Regions from separate parts of the Pan troglodytes genome. Here region 1 is linked to region 2. Evidence: chromatin contacts called from public Hi-C data. All regions are on one chromosome and are shown on one strand. Each heading gives the region's core, a stretch centred on a gene start, on an enhancer-like site or on the middle of the called end of the contact. The rest is flanking DNA. Distances are from core to core; before and after follow the strand shown. Region 1 overlaps SPON1 (spondin 1). Region 2 holds the start of SPON1 (spondin 1).

Region 1 (4,274 bases), core at 774-3,273, 280 kb after region 2:
CCAAAAAAAGTCCTGTGAAAGGTGCTTAGGGCAACTGTGGTGAGCACAGCACAGTTCCTTATGGAGATTACAATTCAGTGGGGAGAGATATTTACTAAATGATCACACAAATAAATGTGACATGTCTATGAAGGAAAGGCATAAAGTGCCATTAGGGGGGTTAGAGATAGCTTCCCCCCTAAAAAGGCAATGAAGCTAAGATCTAAGGAAGCAGTAGGAGTTAACTAAGCAAAGAAGAAAACAAAGGGGAGAACATTTTAGAAAATCTGGAGAGACCATCATGTATCTGCAAAGGCCCTGTATGAGGAGGGAGTAGAGTATGTCTAAGGCACTAAAAGGCTTTGGTCTAACTAGATCCAGAAATCAAAGATGAGTTTGGTGTGGGGCCAAGCCATGTAACATTTGAAATTTTTTATTTGAATTTTTGCATTAAAAGTCATGAGTAAGACCAGGTGTACTGGCTCACACCTGTAATCTTAACATTTTGGGAGGTGGAAGCAGGAGGCTCACTCGAGCCCAGGAGTTTGAGAACAGCCTGGGCAACAAAGCAAGACCCCCATCTCTACAAAAAATTTAAAAAACTAGCCAGGCATGGTGGCTTGTGCCTGTGGTCTCAGCTACCTGGGAGGCTGAGGCAGGAGGATCACTTTAGCCGAGGAGGCTGAGGCTGCAGTGAACCATGCACTCCAGTCTGGGTGACAGAGCGAGACCCTGTCTCAAATAATAATGGTAAATCTTTGAAGGGTTTTAAGCAAAAGGATGACATGATCATATTTGCATTAAAAAATAAAAAGCAATAACAGCACTCGGCCCCTGTGTGAAAGGGTAGATGCGGGAGCCCAGTGAGGGGGGCTACTTCAGAAAACCGGAGAGAATTAACTGTGACTTCACTAGGATGGTGGTGGTGGCGGAAAAGGAGAGAGGTACAGAGATGTGTGAGGCACGTAGGAGGTAAAATCAACAGGCTGTGGCGATAGGTGGAGTAAGGAGGTGGAGAAAGAGCAGTCAAGATGTTTCCCATGTGTCTGGCTGGCATAATGAAAGAGTGGTGAAGCCACTCACAAGGCTGAAAACGTTAGATGAAGTTCAGTGGGAAAGATCATGGGATCAGTTCTAAGTGTAAGTTGTTAAGATGTATTCAAGATTTCCAGTTAGAGGTGTTAAGTACATGGTTGGCTAGATAGCTCTGGAACTCAGGGCAAGAATTCTGCACTGAGATCTAAAATTGGGAGCCCTCAAGGAATGGGAGACAATGCCAAGGGCATAAGAATAGGAATCAAGGGCTAAGGACTGAGTTCCAAAGATCTCTACTATTGAATGTTGAGGAATCTTGCCTGCAAAGGACACAGCAAAGGAGCAGCAAAGAAATTGGTAAGGAAGCTTGGTACCGAGAAAGCCAGGGGAAGAAAGTGTTTGAGGCAGGTGGTTGGCTGTGCCCAGTGCAGCCGAGAAAACAAGAAAGATCAAGGCTACAGGAAGCCCTTTGGGTTTATCGACAGGAAGGTCATCAGTGACCTTACGGAGAATCCTTTCTGCTGAGTGATGAGGGGGAAAAACAGCCCGGAGCAGGTGAGCTGTGAACAGAGCATGAGGTTACGGAGTCAGCAAGTACAGACCACTCTTCTGTGAAGTTTGCTATGAAAGAAGAGAACCTGGCTCCAAGGGGATGAAAGAGTCAAAGGAGCATTTTCTTTTTCTTTTTTAAGATGGGAGAGACTTTCTGAAAAACTGAAATGAATATTTTGGGACACCTTCCCACATTTCACCTACCCCTCAGACTTCCTGAGGCCCCAGTGGAACAAAATTAATTGATGGCAAACACTCAGACCTCCCAAACACCCAAAACCTCTGCACTCGGCGCTACTGGCTTGTTAAGGGAAAAGAATTTTCCTTTGATTTTCCCATACCCCAGTCTCCCCTTTCCTCTTCCAAATCTCATTAGGAAGTCAAATTAGGAAGCCTACATGCAGCCAAGTTTTGTTTTGCAGAAACAGGCTTGCCTCTCTTTGCTGAGCCTGCCTGATTGAGGTTAATGGGATTCCAGCCTCCCTCGGCCCAGTGGAAAGCCAGGGTGACCTACTTTGCAAGGTCCTGCCCGTTGAAACTGACTTGTTTTTCAATGATCTGCATCTTTATCCCCAGGACCACTTCTCAAAGGACAGCCATGAATGAGCAAATTAGCTGCTGACTTGTTTAGCTCAATAAATCAAGCTGTGGCTCCGACAGCCCAGGGTGCAGGTAGAGACAGGAAAGGCAGACTCTGAACAAAACCCACATCCTTTCCTAGTTCCTCTGGTGCCTAAGTAGAAAATGCCCAGATTTCCTACAAATCAATTCTGAATGTCCATCATCCAGTTCCTCCAATTGCATCTGAATGCTAAGAATTACTGGAACTTTTACGAATAACTTTTATTTCCTTCCTTAAAATGAATCCTGCAAACCACTGTCACCACCTTAAATTATTCCCAGCCACTCTGCCGGATTAACATTGATTAGACAAAGGTCGTGTTTGTGAGTCCAGTGGAGTAGAGACATGGTCACCCTTCTCCAGAAATCCAAAGCCATGCTCCCCAGGAGGCCAGAGATTTCCCTTAAATTGGGCCGGAAGAGTCAGGGCTCTCCCTGCCTCCTGCAACACCTGCACAGGTCCATCGATGTCCTCGGGATGCTAAAGGAAGATGGGCTTTGGACAGAGAAGCAGGTGGTAGGTCTAAGCATCCAGATGGACCTGGAGTCCTAGATGCCTCCTGGTTATAAACACAGCGTTTTCCAACGTTGCAGGAACCTCCCTCAAACCTTTCTCCACACACACCCCTGCAGAACTTCAGCCTAGTGAATGGCTTGGGCGCCCTCTCGTGGCCAAATTGAGTTTTTGCAACTCTGAAAATTCAGATTATTGAAAACTCAGGATGAGAGACAACACAGCGTATGAGTGTTTTAGGAAACCCTCCTGAGTCTCACTGGTGTGGATCTGTAATTTAGGAGGGGATGGTAAGTCTCTAGAAGCAGTATCAAAATCCTTTCTTACCTCTTTTCTTTTATGGTGTTTTGGAACATTTTGTTTGGAAAAGTTGAATGAGAAGAAAATCAACCTCTACCAAGCCCTGTTATGTGTCCCTCACAATGATAAGCAGTTTTCTCACAATAAAACCTTGGGGTAGGATGATGATGCTCCCATTTGGCAGATGTAGTAATTGCAAAGAAAGGTGAGGTGGAAGCCCTCATCACATAGCTATTAAATAAACAGCTGATTCTAATCCAGCTCTGACTGTCACCAATGCCCTGGGTTCTTTCCTCCACACCACGCTACCTCTCCAAATGTAGAAAAAGGAAACATTTCTCTGGGTCTTCATATCTGATGTGAATTGTCTGTTCATAACTTTTCTTTATCTAGTGGGATCATTGTCTTTTTCTACATATTTGGATTAACTCTGTAGATAATATAGATATTAACACTTTGTCAGTCACACTCAATGGAGACATTTTTTGCCAGCATGTCATTTTTCTCTCCAGTACTGCTGTTTTCATTTTACAGAAGGTTTTCATTGATAGATAAGTCAATTCTTTTCTTTATAATTGCTTTTATTGTTTCAAAGTTGAAAAAATTAATATTTCTCTAGTAGATTTGAAAGCTTTATTTTTTTCTATAATCTGGTTATTTTCTATTTGACTCTGGGTCTGTTTTTTTTTTTTTTTTTTTCTTGTGTGGTATATTAAATGTGAATCCAGTATTTTTTTTATTACAGTTAACTTAGCCCAACCCCACTTGTCGCACAATCTTTCCTTTCCCCCTAATTTGAAAAGCCTATTTTGTATAGTCCTTATCTATAGTTTCTGGGATCTCCAGTCTGTATTGCTGATTTATATTTCTATCTTATCTGAATATCACGCTATTTTGTCTATCATGCTTTATCATATACTCTGGTATATGGTATGGCTAGATCAACTCTCTGCTAGAAAATGGATACAAATCTAAGTCCCAGGTAGAAAGATGAAACCAAATTAACAAAATATATCTTGGAAGACATGGCATATACAAAAGCATAAAAATTTTTATGACAGTTTGAACAAATTAAAGCACTCCAGTCCTATCTAGCATTTTCTAAGGAAAATTCATATAGATTCTTATTCATTTAATTATTTTTATTATAGAATAAATACTTTGAAGTGATGCTTAATTAAATTTGAAGGTCAAAGGAAATACAAGAGCTCCATGTTCATTTCTTAGATTAAGTCATTTACTTCAACAAACATTTGAAGAGAATCCATGGCAT
Region 2 (3,978 bases), core at 808-3,307:
TTAAATCCTGGCTCTTTCCCTTAATAGCCATGGAACATTACCTCAGCAGGTAATTTCATAGGCTCCTAATCTGAACAATGGGAGTGCGGAGGTGAATTGGGACTGCCTACTTCCCATAGTTTTCCTGTCAATATCCAATAAAAAGTTAAATATTGCATTCCTGCCTACTTCATGCCCACCCATCTCCAACTTAGATTTGAACCTTTTGTAGATGAATAGAGGTTCAAGAGCACAGATTTGAGCTTTCAGACATAAAATAAGCTTTGTGAAGACAGGGGTCACAATTTATTCATTTCTGTAGTTTCCTGCCCTCTGAGATAAGATCGGGTACACTTTCAAGAACCACTTATTTTAGTTTGTAGCATACATCACAATTATAATTTTAAAAGATTCATATAATTATGTATTTAATATTTGCCTTTGCCACAGGCCTGTAAAATCCTCAAAGGCAAGTAACATATCTGTGTTTTGTATCCAAGCACTGAGCACGTGGAGGGTCTTTGTCATGAATGAATGGATGGATAGATGGATGCATGGATGGATGGATGGATGAATTTTTGTTCCGTCTTCTACCTACCGGTCAGCACAGAGTCTAGCTCCAAATCTACACTTAATGAAAGTTTGCTGGATGAATGGGACCGTGCAACTTGGAGTGCAGCATGAGCTCTGAGCCAGTCGAGTGAAGATGCAGACAATTCCCTCAGCACTCAGACATGGATCTGAGCCTCACCTCAAAAAGGAGGGCCGATCAGCTGGATCAGGTGCTGCTAGGGTCAAGAAGGGCTAAGGATGAGAGAAGAGCATAATTGGCTTCAGCAAGGGGTTACTTTCAGGTGACCTCTGAGAGAAGGCGTCCAGTTAATAGTGGCAGTGGGAATTCCAGCAGAAGCACTAAGGAGTAAGTGGGCAGGCAGGGAGGAGTGGAGATCTCCCATGCACCTAGCGCCCTGGGCCTGTTTGTAGCGTTATGAAAGAGAAAACCCTGACCTGGAAAGCAAAGGAGATTGCTTGCTAATTGTAGGCACTTGAGGTGTGTCGAAGGCCCTGGGCAAAGAGAAGACGAGGAAATCAAAGCTTTTGAGGGCACCTGGGGAGGGATGTTTGTGTGCACTGAGAGGCAGGGGGCTTATGGTATCCCCAAGCGGGTGAGGGAGCGGGTGCCACTAGAGACCAACTCGAGTGTTTTATATGGGTCATATCATTTACTTCTAGCATATCACCCCACTACCTCTAGGAAGGATGTACTGGCACCCACCCCCACTCCCTTGTTCTCCAGAGCAGGAAACAAGCTTGGAGAGTGCGATAACTAGCCCAAGCTTCACAATGGGTGAGTGGCAGGACTGAGGTTTGATTCGGGTCTCTTCCCAGAGAGACACTGGGAGAGATTCTTGCCCCAGGTCTTTTCCCTTCAGGCCCTCAGGCTCAGCACCTCTCTGAACATCTGTCCCTGGGGACTGAGAATCTGAACTAAAATGTAAGCCAAGAAAATACAGGCTCTTCATTGAATCTTTGGAAACTCCTTTCCTGGGCTGTAGGCGGACCTTCCTGAGCCTTAGGCACTTTTGCCTTTGCTGGCTCTTTCCTCCAAGTTAAGCATATTTTATGACTGTGGAGGTATAAATACAAATATATTAACATTATATAGTAAAACATTTTGTTTGACATAAACTTTTTTCTTCTGATTTTTACAGAAAACATTTTCATAGATCTCCAAAAGTATCGTGGGCCCTAAGCGCTGTAGCTAAGTCGTTTCTGCTTTCTCAGCCTCCAGTCTGACATGTTCCAATATGGCCTTGGGAAGAGCAATGGGCCCGGAGTCGCCGCATCTAACCCTGCTGTAACTGGTCGCAAGTCTCAGTTTGCTCATCTATAAAGTGAGCGAAAGTAATGTAATCTTTATTGGGAGTAGGGAACATGAAGGCGAGTCGATACAGTAAGTAAGCCGCCAAGCATATTGCTGGGCACAGAGCAGGTGTGCAACAAAAGTTATTTCTCAGGCTTTCCCTCCTCTGAGCGCCGTCCTCCAGAGGGTCCGGAGTGTAGCTGGGGGTTGGAGCAGCAGCCTCCTAGGCGATGGGACAGAGCCCACAGGGTCCGGTATGCCACGGTTTCTTCGTCAGACCCTGGGAATCCAACGTCGCAAAATAAACACGGCCGCGCCGCTAATCGCCAGTTCGGAGGAAACAAAACAGCGCTGCGCTGGGGGATCTGGGCAAAATCAGCCCTCCCTCCTCCCGCTCCTTCGCCGCGGCCCTCCCCTCCTCGCGCTGCTCTCGTTCGCTTGGCTCAGCTCAGCTCAGCTCAGCGCAGCTCCGCGGCCGCCAAGCCGAGGCGGGCACGGTCTCCGAGTCGCCGACGCCAGCTCCGAGCTCCCTCTCTCCGCCGCGCCTCCGCCAGGTCGCGCCTTCGTCGGGACCACTTCGGGCAGGAGTCGCGTGGCGAACGCCGGCGGCCGCGGCACAAAGTTGGGGGCCGCGAAGATGAGGCTGTCCCCGGCGCCCCTGAAGCTGAGCCGGACTCCGGCACTGCTGGCCCTGGCGCTGCCCCTGGCCGCGGCGCTGGCCTTCTCCGACGAGACCCTGGACAAAGTGCCCAAGTCAGAGGGCTACTGCAGCCGTATCCTGCGCGCCCAGGGCACGCGGCGCGAGGGCTACACCGAGTTCAGCCTCCGCGTGGAGGGCGACCCCGACTTCTACAAGCCGGGAACCAGCTACCGCGGTAAGTGGTCGCCCGGCGTGGCATTAGGAGCGCGGGACCCGGTCCCCGGAGGGCGCCGACCTCGCGGTGCCGGAGGAGGGCGCGCGGTCTCCGGGCGCGCGGCGCGGGTGCAGCCCGGCAAGGGCCCTTCTGTCCTGGCTGCCCTCGGCCCTTGCAGTCGCGAGCTCGGCGCGGATCATAATCCAGCGTCCCGGGCCGTCGCGGGGGCCGCAGCCAGGAGAGGCACCCCGCGTTTCCGACGCGCGGTTCCCAGGCGGAGGATGTAACTGAGCCACGCGTCACGCCGGCCTGACTGCAAGGGAGGCTCGCTTCTCCCCCGGCCGTCTGCAGGAGGGAAGTAAACCTGCCTTTCTCCAAATCGGTCTGGAGGGGACCCAGGCTTCTCTTGGTCGGGTCCCGGGCAAGGCAGCCACTCCAGCTTTCCCCGCTCAGTCCCTGAAGGAGAGGGTACCCGATTCTCAAAGACTGGCCCTGGGCGGGACAGCCACTCCGGCTTCCCTGGATAGGTCCCTTCAGGAGAAGGGACTTTGGCTTCTCCCTAACCGGTCCCGGGGTGCGGGAAGGAGGGGCAGGGACAGCCTAAAGCTCCTCGAAAGGGTCCTTGGAAAGAACCCCAAATTATTCTCTCGTGGTCCCAGACGAGATAGAGTATCTTGGGTTTCCAGAACAGGTTCCCAGTGGGGACAGGGTCCTCAAAGAGCTTGGGGTAAGCTCCGAGCTGGAAGGGGAATTGGATGAAGATGGAAAGAGAAGCCCCGATGCCCGAGGCCTGCTCCCTGGAGGCCGGGGAACCTTGGCTCCGGCAGCTCGGAGTCTCCGCGTCCCAGGGATGTCGCGCCTACGCCGCTCGGCTGAGAGCGGGGTTTCGGGAGCTCAGGGAGGAGGTGTCCAAGCAGGTGAGAGCCTCCTAGGCGGGACAGGCAGTTCGATCAGCACCGACCTGAAGACGCCTGACTCTGTCCCCAGGCCCGCCACCTCGATCCTCAGCAGGGTCATCTCCCCAGACATCGTTTCCCCGTGCAGCAGCAGCCGCTCTCCGGGTGGGGGACAGGTAACCAGGAAGGGAAGCGAGCCTGTCTGGCCTCACCTTAGCTCCCACCAGGGAGCGTGTCCTCTCACCCTCGCCCCTTCATAAGTCAGCTCTGGTGCTAAGCAGGGATGAGCGGGTCACTGGGGCACCTGGTGGGGCAAATGGGCTCCCAGCTGCTGTACTTTCCTCCCCGCCTTCCCAGTTCCCCAGAGAGCCTTGGACGGAAGCGG

What was found. Hi-C and Micro-C count contacts between places; a contact is called where the count stands out from the background.
Region 1: a Hi-C map of induced pluripotent stem cells shows a contact between it and region 2, with 3 times the contacts expected there. The contact joins the enhancer-like site here to the promoter of SPON1 in region 2. A contact is called at or near these places in 6 of 7 Hi-C or Micro-C datasets (blood, induced pluripotent stem cells, a lymphoblastoid cell line and 2 more), 1 of 1 datasets of contacts at active chromatin or transcription factors (stem cell-derived excitatory neurons) and 1 of 1 other capture datasets (stem cell-derived neural stem cells).

The regions. Positions count from the first base shown.
Region 1 is chr9:18,339,523-18,343,796 of NHGRI_mPanTro3-v2.0_pri, forward strand. The region is part of intron 7 of SPON1 (spondin 1); the gene reads left to right. Among named protein-coding and RNA genes, the nearest start is that of RRAS2, 110 kb to the right of the region's middle. Within about 2 kb of position 2,024, at least 5 of the 24 cell types and tissues checked have an H3K27ac peak or open chromatin away from gene starts, as enhancers often do. A contact at or near this core is called in induced pluripotent stem cells, where this site is marked.
Region 2 is chr9:18,055,879-18,059,856 of NHGRI_mPanTro3-v2.0_pri, forward strand. SPON1 (spondin 1) reads left to right here and starts at 2,058. Exons shown (of 16, transcript XM_508295.7): 1 at 2,058-2,718. The coding sequence starts at 2,100.